Linked DNA regions of Mus musculus: region 2 is linked to region 1. The links are chromatin contacts, called in public HiChIP or PLAC-seq maps. All regions are on one chromosome and are shown on one strand. The core of a region is the stretch at or near the end of the contact, and the rest is flanking DNA. Distances in the headings are between cores, read along the strand shown. Region 1 overlaps Kcnip2 (Kv channel-interacting protein 2). Region 2 overlaps Armh3 (armadillo-like helical domain containing 3).

Evidence for each region. HiChIP or PLAC-seq counts read pairs in DNA pulled down with a chosen protein or histone mark.
Region 2: an H3K27ac HiChIP or PLAC-seq map of embryonic stem cells shows a contact between it and region 1, with 5 read pairs. The contact joins two enhancer-like sites. A contact is called at or near these places in 1 of 115 datasets of contacts at active chromatin or transcription factors (embryonic stem cells) and 3 of 9 other capture datasets (adipose tissue, liver and pancreatic islet).

What each region holds. Positions count from the first base shown.
Region 1 is chr19:45,789,187-45,794,053 of GRCm38.p6, forward strand. Kcnip2 (Kv channel-interacting protein 2) reads right to left here. Exons shown (of 10, transcript NM_145703.2): 9 at 4,815-4,867; 10 at 3,160-4,531. The coding sequence ends at 4,484. Among named protein-coding and RNA genes, the nearest start is that of Oga, 8.1 kb to the left of the region's middle. Within about 2 kb of position 1,600, at least 185 of the 459 cell types and tissues checked have an H3K27ac peak or open chromatin away from gene starts, as enhancers often do. A contact at or near this core is called in embryonic stem cells, where this site is marked.
Region 2 is chr19:45,879,358-45,884,075 of GRCm38.p6, forward strand. The region is part of intron 23 of Armh3 (armadillo-like helical domain containing 3); the gene reads right to left. Among named protein-coding and RNA genes, the nearest start is that of Kcnip2, 66 kb to the left of the region's middle. Within about 2 kb of position 2,919, at least 20 of the 459 cell types and tissues checked have an H3K27ac peak or open chromatin away from gene starts, as enhancers often do. A contact at or near this core is called in embryonic stem cells, where this site is marked.

The sequences.
Region 1 (4,867 bases), core at 350-2,849:
ATGGTGGTGCACGACTTTAATCCCAGCACTTGGGAAACTGAGGTAAGTGGGCCAACTGAGATAAACTGGGTTCGAGGCCAGCCTGGTCTACAGAGTGAGTTCCAGGACAGCCAGGGCTACACAGAGAAACCCTGTCTCTAAAAACAAAAGCAAACAACAAAAAAGCAATGGGAAGAACAGTTCCCTCCTTCACGAACTCCCTCCTTCCTCCTCTCATTTGAATGGCAGCCCAAACTCTCAGCGCGGTTGCCTTTACACTCTGAGCTTTGTTTTTTGAAAGACTTCTCCCCTGCCTTCTAGAGTGTGTGGCCACTGCTGACCCCATTGCAAACCTTCCCTCCTCTGCTCCACGCTGCTAAGATTTACACCTTGCCTGCCCTGTTGTTCTCCCAGATGCTAATAAAGTAATGAAACAGTCCTGAACTTCCTTCAGAGTCTGTCTCTATGGCTCATTTAACAGTGAGACTTAGAACTCACAGACTGAAACCCTAGCCCTTCCCCGCCCCCCCATAACAATTCCAGAAGCCGCCACCACCAACAGCAACAACATCAAAAAAAGGAAATAAACCGGGTGGTGGTGGCGGCCCATGCCTTTAATCCCAGCACTTGGGAGGCAGAGGCAGGTGGATTTCTGAGTTCGAGGCCAGCCTGGTCTACAAAGTGAGTTCCAGGACAGCCAGGGCTATACAGAGAAACCCTGTCTCAAAAAAACCAAAAAAAAAAAAAAAAAAAAAAAATCAATAAGGCTGGAGAGATGGCTCAGTGGTTAAGAGCACTGGCTTCTCTTCCAAGAGGTCCTGAGTTCAATTCCCAGCAACCATATGGGGTTTACAACCATCTCTAATGGAATTCCATGTCTTGATCTGATATGTCTGAAGAGAGCAACATTGTACTCATATACATAAAATAAATTAAAAAAAAAAAAAAAAAAAGGAAGCCGGGCATGGTGGCGCACGCCTTTAATCCCAGCACTCGGGAGGCAGAGGCAGGTGATTTTCTGAGTTCGAGGCCAGCCTGGTCTACAAAGTGAGCTCCAGGACATCCAGAGCTATACCGAGAAACCCTGTCTCGAAAAACCAAAAAAAAAAAAAAAAAAAAAAAAGGAAAAACATCTGGAGGGTATACCCCATCCTAGGTTCTTGACTTAGGATCTGAGGATGAACTTCAGGGAGTGGGGTGTGGGGGTTGGGAGGGGGGGTAACAGCTCAGTGAACAGTATATACCAGGCCCTGGCTTTCACACCCAGCAACCTCTCAAAACCAAACCAGTGAGATGGAAACAAACATTAGCCCCACCCCCTGCTCACTCCCTGCGGATCAAAACCCACAATTTCGATCATATCTTTAATTTGAAACCAAAGAACCAAAGGAACAGGGTTCTCTGATGAGATACTCAGGAAACAGACAACATGACCACTGGGGAAGTTAGGTATTTTCTGTGATACTTGGGACTGACGCCTGGGCCTCCAAAGTCCTGAGTATTTAGTCCTACCAGGAGCCTTTACTTCTTTGAAACAAACCTCTCCATTGACCTCGTCAGTGTATAGGGAGGGAGAGGGCCTGACTTCCTCCTTTGGGTGAGTCAGCACGCAAAAGAGTTCCTACCATTCACCACGCCCAGTGAACAAGCACTCAGGAAATAGGTCCTTGCCCCAGGTGGCCTGCCCAAGTCAGTCCCTTTGATCACATAGTCACTTACATAATGGCAGCCCCCCCCCCCATTTGCATTTGATGGGAACAATTTTTTTAATGGCAAACAACTTGTGAATTGGTGACATGGTGTTCATGTGGAGATCAAAGGGCCCACGGGACAGAAGACAGGTCATCGGGCCTGGAGGCAAGCCTGGGTCTCTCTGTCCAGTCCACAACGGGTGTCCCAGGGGTGGGACTCAAGTCCTTAGGCTTGACAGCTAACATCTTAACCTGCTGAGACAGCTCATTAGTTGTGGACTCTCTTTAATAATGCCCAACTTGCACTTGCAAGGCAGAGGCAGGTGGATTTCTGAGTTCGAGGCCAGCCTGGTCTATACAGTGAGTTCCAGGACAGCCAGGGCTACACAGAGAAACCCTGTCTTGGGGAAAAAAAACAAAAAACAAAACCAAACAAAAAAAACAAAACCAAACAAAAAAACAACAAAAAAAAAGATTTTAAGAAAGTTTGCCAAAGCTGGGTGTAATCCTAGGCCCAAGCTGGTGGAGACAGGTGAGTCAGGTGGAGACAGGTGGATTTCTGGGAACTTTGGGCCAGCCAGTCTAACTTAACAGGTGAGCTGAATTTTCAGTGAGAGACCCTGCCTCAAAATACAGGCTGGAAGAAGACACTCAAACACTGCCCTCTGGCCTCCACTGGCACATGCAGGAGCACCTACAACCCACACAGAAAATACACACACACACACACACACACACACACACACACACAAACAGGCACACACAAGAAAGAAGGAAAATATCATAGGAAACCCTATTATTTTGTATGCTAACAACGATAACAACAAATTCTAAGAAAAAGTATTGAAGGCCATCCTTGGGTAGGAAACATTTTCTCAAAATGAGAGAGAGAACATAAGAAAAGTCAATGAAGCTAAATTCTGAAAATATGTAAATGTATATATGCATGATATATCATGTGTGAGTATTTGCTTTAGTTTTTAGAATTCACATTCATGTTGAAATGGAATGGCAAAATTTTCATTTTCCAGAACGGGGATAAAATACATTTATGGCAAGGTGGGGGGAGACAACACGCTTAGCACATACAGCCTTTAGACGGCATCCCACCTTTCCTGTGTCCTCTCGAGTCATGAGAGGAGATCCCTGTAGGGGCTGATTTCCAACGTGAGTCCTGGTCATGTGCCAAGTCGCAGCCACACTTGAAAAGACAAGCACTTCCTTGAGAGGTTTTTTTTTTGGGGGGGGGGGTTGGTTGTTTTGTTTTGTTTTGTTTTGAGACAGGGTTTCTCTGTGTAGCCCTGGCTGCCCTGGAACTCACTTTATAGACCAGGCTGGCCTCGAACTCAGAAATCCGCCTGCCTCTGCCTCCCAAGTGCTGGGATTAAAGGCGTGTGCCACCTCGCCTGGCTCCTTGAGAGTTTAAAGGCCTGCAGGCCTGTCACCGTGGCAATTGTAGGGTAACAGGGATAAAGAGGCAGAGACAGCGGGCTGTGCATAGCCATGTGTTTTATTGGATCTGGTGTCTTTCTTATTATACAAAATAGGTAGAAGAGCCCAAAATGCAAAGCAGTCAACAATGTCTGACAGGAGGCGGGAAAGTGGGGGCCTTCCCCTCAGACCCTGGCTGACTGGGAAGGGGCGCTGAACGACAAGCAGGTTTATTAATAAGCAGCAGCAGCATGGCCGGATGCTGATGACAGGTTGGACCTGGATCCTATGGTCCCTGCCCTCTAGGTGAGCTCTGGAGCATCTCTGGGTAGACTAAAGAGTGGGGGTGGGGACCCTAGAGGATCCTAGGGCATTGTGGGGAGCCAGGCAAAGATTCGAATGGATGCCCCCACACTGGGTTCAGATGGAGTGCCCCTCTCGTTCTTCCCATTCCCCTAAGGCTGCCACTAGACTCACTCCACACCTCTACATCTAGACAGGGGTCATGGAGAATCAAACAGGGTCACCAGAACGGCTGACAGCCGGAGGGTAGGTGGGACCTTGACAGGCATCATCCAGGACACCGCTCACTCATCGTCCCCTGGCCACCACTCCCACCATAGGAGCAAGGAGGAGGGAGAGGTTTCAGGGATGGACCGGACATCTGGATCCTAAGACACTGAGAAGTGTATGGTGAATTTCTGGGACATTGCTAAGGACATAAGGCCTTCTGGAAAGTCTGGAAACTCATACTCTGCTGACCCAGAGCAGCAGCCCTGTGGAACCTGGCGGTGACAGCCAACCTGGGCTCTCATAGCCTGCCCAGGCTTTCTGGTCTCCACTCCAGCCTGATTCCTAGGACCTAACCACTGGCTCAGGGCCAAGATTTGTCTGCTTTCTTATTCTCCCCTCCCACAGGGTCCTCAAAGGCTAGGCTGAAAAGCCAGCCAGGGACAGGGACAAAGCATATTCTCTGAGAAGGGAGTCTTAGAGGAAAATCTGCGGTCAGGGATGGGGAAAGCACCATAGCAGGAGATATTCCGTCTAGTGTGGTCTCTAGAGTGGGCTGGGAGGCAGAGAACCACTTGGTCGTTCCCGACACCAGGGGTAGCCTCAGCACTGGGTATCAGTCGAGAAAGGGGTGAGAGTCGTCGGGGGTTGGGAATCTGCGCGCCCCCACCCACCCTCCAAAGACTTAGCTTGCCTACTCTCGCCACTTAGCTCAGGGATCTGGACTACTGAAGCGCCAGGATGTTGAATCCCTACAGCCCCCAGGGTACAGGTAGGATGAGGACAGACCCGGGGAGAGGAGGGTTAGGTTTGCCTGGACTAGGGCTACAGCATGGTTACCCTGGGACACACTAACCCCTCTCCCTGGGGAGCTAGATGACATTATCAAAGAGTTGCATGGACCTCATGATGTTCTCGTCCTGTGGTCATGGCAGGAGGGAGGCAGGCAGAGAGAGAGAGAGAGAGAAAGAAAGCTTGTCAGAGACACAGAGAAAGACGTTTAGTCGAAGAGGGGGACATTCAGGAATTAAGAAGGTTACCTGGGGGATCTGAGGCGGAGAAGGGGTAAATCTGCCCTGGTCATGAGAGAACAGGATTGGGAGGTGGGGTGTGACATGAAGTTGAGGGGAGCCTTTTCCTGTTTCATGGATTTAGGTCTGAACTTTAGTTCAGGACAGAGATGTGTAGAGAGTGGAGCCATACCTGTTGACAAGACTCAATGAATTCCTCAATGGTCACCACGCCGTCCTTGTTTC
Region 2 (4,718 bases), core at 1,669-4,168, 91 kb after region 1:
GGCCCTGAGCTGACCTTAGTGCTACAGAAGGCAGCAGTGGCCGGGAGGGTGGATACATACAGTGTCAGATGCCTGTAATCCGAGTACCCTCAGGTCAGCCTGGATTACACATACACAGGTAGTCACTGTCACCCTACCTCCACCCCCACCCCCCTAAAAAAAAAGAAAAAGAAAGAGAGCTATGTGTGTGTGTATGTATGGAGGGGGATTTGAACAGTATTTCTCCAAGGAAGAAATATAAATGCCTAAGAAAACTTTTAGGTGGCACATGCCTTTAATACCAGCACTGGGGAGGCAGAGGCAAGTGGATCTCTCTGAGTCCAAGGCCAGCTTGGTCTACAACATGAGTTCTAGAACACCCAGGACTCTACGCAGAAAAAAATCTTGTCTCAAAAAAACAAAACAAAAAAAGTGTTCAACATTATTATTAGTCATTAGAGAAATGCAAATTAAAACTATAATGATATACAGCTTCACACCCATTATGATGGATAGTGCCAAAAAAGGGGAAAGTATTAGTAAGAATGTATAAAATTAGAATGTAAAATAGTGCAGCCACTTTGAGAAACGGTTGGCAAGTTCTCTAAATATCATACATAAATTATCGTATATTGTAGTAATCCACTTCTGAAGCAAGCAAGGTAGTGAAGAGATTTGTGTACAATCCTGTTCATGTAAGCATCACTCACAGCATCCGAAAGGTAGAAGCAACTCAAGTATTTTCAACATGACAACAGAGTAACAAAATGTGGTAAATATATACACTGGAACACTATTTGGCTCATGCAGGAAAATGTGACAAATGCTAACACATAGTACACATGTTGATGCTTGAAGACAATATATTACATGAACTAAGTCATTCACAATGGACTGAGATGAAGTTCAGAGCAGTCAGTCAGAAAATCAGAAAACAGAATGGTGATTGCCAGAAGCTAGAGGAAGAAGGAAAGGGAGAATGGGAATGCAATAGTTTGGGCTGGGAGCTGAGCCAAGTGGTAAAGGTGCTGGTCTAACCTATACAAGGCTCTACTTTCAGTCCCCAAACCATTCATGAATACAGAAGTCCTAGAAGTGGATGGTGGTAGTGATTGTGTAACAATGTAAATACATTTAATGTCAAGGAACTGTATGGCTAAAAATAATTAAAGATGGGGCTGGAGAGACAGCTCAAAGGTTAAGAGCACTGATGCTCTTCTAGAGGTCCTGAGTTCAATTCCCAGCAACCACATGGTGGCTCACAACCATTTGTAATGGGATCCGATGCCCTCTTGTGTCATGCACTATATATGCACGCACAGAACACCCATACATAAACAAATAATATTTAAAAAATAATTAAGATCAGGAGCTGAAGAAATGGCTCAGCAGTTAAGAGCACTAGCTGCTCTCCCACAGGACCTGGGTTCGATTTCCAGCACCCACATGGCACCTCACAACCATCTGTAACTCCAGTCCCATGGGATCTAATACCTCTTCGGACATTCTTGGGCACTGCACACACATGCTGCATAGACATGCACACAGGAAAAATATGCACATGAGGATGATGAAGATATAAAGGAAGCAAAGTGCAGAAGAACTCCAAGGGAATTTTTTTTTTTTTTAAAGATTTATTTATTTATTTATTATATGTAAGTACATTGTAGCTGTCTTCAGACACTCCAGAAGAGGGAGTCAGATCTTGTTACGGATGGTTGTGAGCCACCATGTGGTTGCTGGGATTTGAACTCTGGACCTTCGGAAGAGCAGTCGGGTGCTCTAACCCACTGAGCCATCTCACCAGCCCTCCAAGGGAATTTTAAGCTCAGTTTAAGAGAGGTAAACTAAAATCGCCTCACCTACAAATTATTACAGACCCAGATAAAAACCTCAGTATTTCATTGCAAATACATGATTTTCCTAAGTTCACTGCAGTTCACCTAGCTATGTCCTTATGCAAAATTTCACTTTGCAGTGTAAACCTAGCTGCAGTCTTAGAAGACTGGGAAACACCAAGTAAACAATATTCTTGTGGCTTCATTTTAGTGCTTTGTTGTAATGTGCATAACACTTCTCACTCTGTCTTATGGAGTGGATCAGGGTCTGACTAACAAAAGCAGGGCTATCATTGATAAAGTCTGACTCAGTGATAATCTAAGCCTAGACAGACAACTCTATGGTCATATACTCCCTGCTACTTACAAGTCATCAATTCAGTGCCTCTGCTCGTATTTTTCCTTTAGCCTGTACTCCATCCTCTACGTTAGTCCAAATTCATTTCTCAGTAACTTAAGTTGCGTCCTTCTGCTGAAGTGCCCAGGCATCAAACTCCATGCTCATGTTACCAAGAGAACCTCTAGGTTGGAGGATACTGAAGTCCAAACAGATGCATGAGCAATGAGTCTTGGAAGACTCAGAGGACCGGGACCTCACAATTCCTTCTCTAATTCTGCCTCCATTAACAGAGATGACTAGGCTAGGGGTGGTGGTATGCACCTGTAATTTCCATACCAGAGAGAAGTGGAAGCAGGAAAGATCTTATATTGAAGGCCAACCTGGGCTGTGTAATAAATTCCAAACCTGCCTTAGCTACTAGCACTTGGCAGGTAGCAGCACAAAGCTCAGGAATCCAAAACCAGCCTTGAGTACAGAACAAGTTCAAGGTCAGCCTGGGATATTGAGACCTGTCTCATATAGACAAATAAATACCACAGAATGTGCAGGGAGAAAGGAGGCAAACCCTCTAAATGAACCTTCAAGGTGTCATAGTGTATTTCACTCTTCTTATGAAAGGACACAACAGTTTCTATGGGGAGGAACAACGTGGGCTCTTCTTTGACATCAGGAGTTCCAGTTACAATAGCAGCTCTAAGCAGCTGTACTGTCAGAATCTGCTGAGGATAAACAGGAAGAGAGGCTTGTTCAAATGCAAATAACTTGGGACAACTGAAGCACCAGCATGACTAAACCACGAAAGACAAAAAAAGCAGAGCACCAGAGACTCCATGCTTGTGGAAGTACTTTAACTCCCACTGACAAAACCCGTGCTCCAAAGGACAGAAGGGTCTGTGGTCTTTCAGCTGCCTCCCATCTGTTGAGGAGGATCTAAAGGTAGCCAACAGACCCACCACATGCCAGGAGACCCAAAGATACCACTTTACACTGTCATCTGAAAGCTGGCCTTCAACTCATCTCTTCCTGGAGATATCAAATAACATTCTAAGACAGGTGATAAGAGTCTGTTCATGCTGCCTTAGAAATCCTCCTCATACACACATCAGCACACATAACCTTTAGACACAGCTAAAATAAACTGTGCACACCATAATTGTCCTAGCAAGCCTTACTCCATGGTATCTTGGAGACTCAGAGGTGGGATTGCTGACCCAGGCTCTTGTTTTCTCAACTACCCCAAGTCACAGATGCCCATCACAAACTGGAAGAAGAAGACAAAGGAGCAGGGAAGCCTGGCTCCGTTGTGCCTTTTCTTCTTCCTCGGATATAACTATAGAAAATGACGCAACTTCTTTGATCATTCTCATCAGTGTTCATCTACAAGGAAACCCAAAACATTTTAACTTTCACAGAACAGAAAAATAAAATGTATCTAGGAATTTCTAAACAAGCTTCAAAACGAAAGCCAAGTGCAGAGGCACATGCCATTAACCCGAGCATCACCAGGCACAGGCAAGTGGATCTGAGTGTGAGGCAGGCCTTGGCTACTTTTGGTTTCTAGGCCAGCCAGGGTACACAGTGAAACCCTGTCTCAAAGTTAAGGAAGGGTGTGCGTGTACAGAATTGGCCCAGTAGTTAAAAGCAATAGTTAGCTTTGTGAGGACCCAAGTTCAATTCTTAGCACCCACCTGGTGATTCATAACTATCTGTAACCCTGGCCCAAAAGATTCAATACCCTTTTCTGCCCTCCAGGCACACATATGCTGTTCATACATGTAACATAAAACTTAAGAAAGAAACCTCAAAAGCAGCATGGCAATTCTTCAAAACAAACAAACAAACAAACAAACACACCCTAAACACAGAATTACCATACAAAAACTCCTCAACTGGGCCTATGCCTCAAAGAAATGAAGCAGGGCCTCTTTACCCATTTTAAGAGAGCCTTGCTCTATAGCTCAGATGGCCTAGAAATGCCAAACCATTTACCTACCTCAGCCTCCCAAGTGCTAGTGTACTAAGTATGCAACACCATACTGATTTGAAGGCAAGCTCCCAAACACAACTTGTACTCATAGAAGCATCATACACAAACCCCAAAAGTATGGTAACTCCAGTATCCATCAACAAATGGACAGATGAAATATGGTAAACAAACACCATGAAAATATTAGTTGGTCTAAAAGAAGGAAGGACCCTGGAATCTTATAAGATGTGGGAAACTTGGGGATATTCTGCATGAAATGACTACAGCTTTATAGTTTATCAGGAGCTAGTGGCTGGGGTCATCATACCCATTTAATAGGTGGTAACTTGCTCAAGGTCATGCAGCAAACAGCAGCAGCTTCTTTAATTGATTCACCCCATGCCCTCCAGCCCGGAGAGGAAGAAAGAGTAGCCTAAGACATCTCTGTGAACCTGGAACATTACATCCCGAAAGGAAGAGTCTAGGCTTACAACTTTACCACATAACAAAAGTAGGGCCTTCCAAAAGTCACTCTTTAATCTTTAAACATTGTATTTTGAGGAAAGTATGGTGACAAACACATGCAATCCCAGCA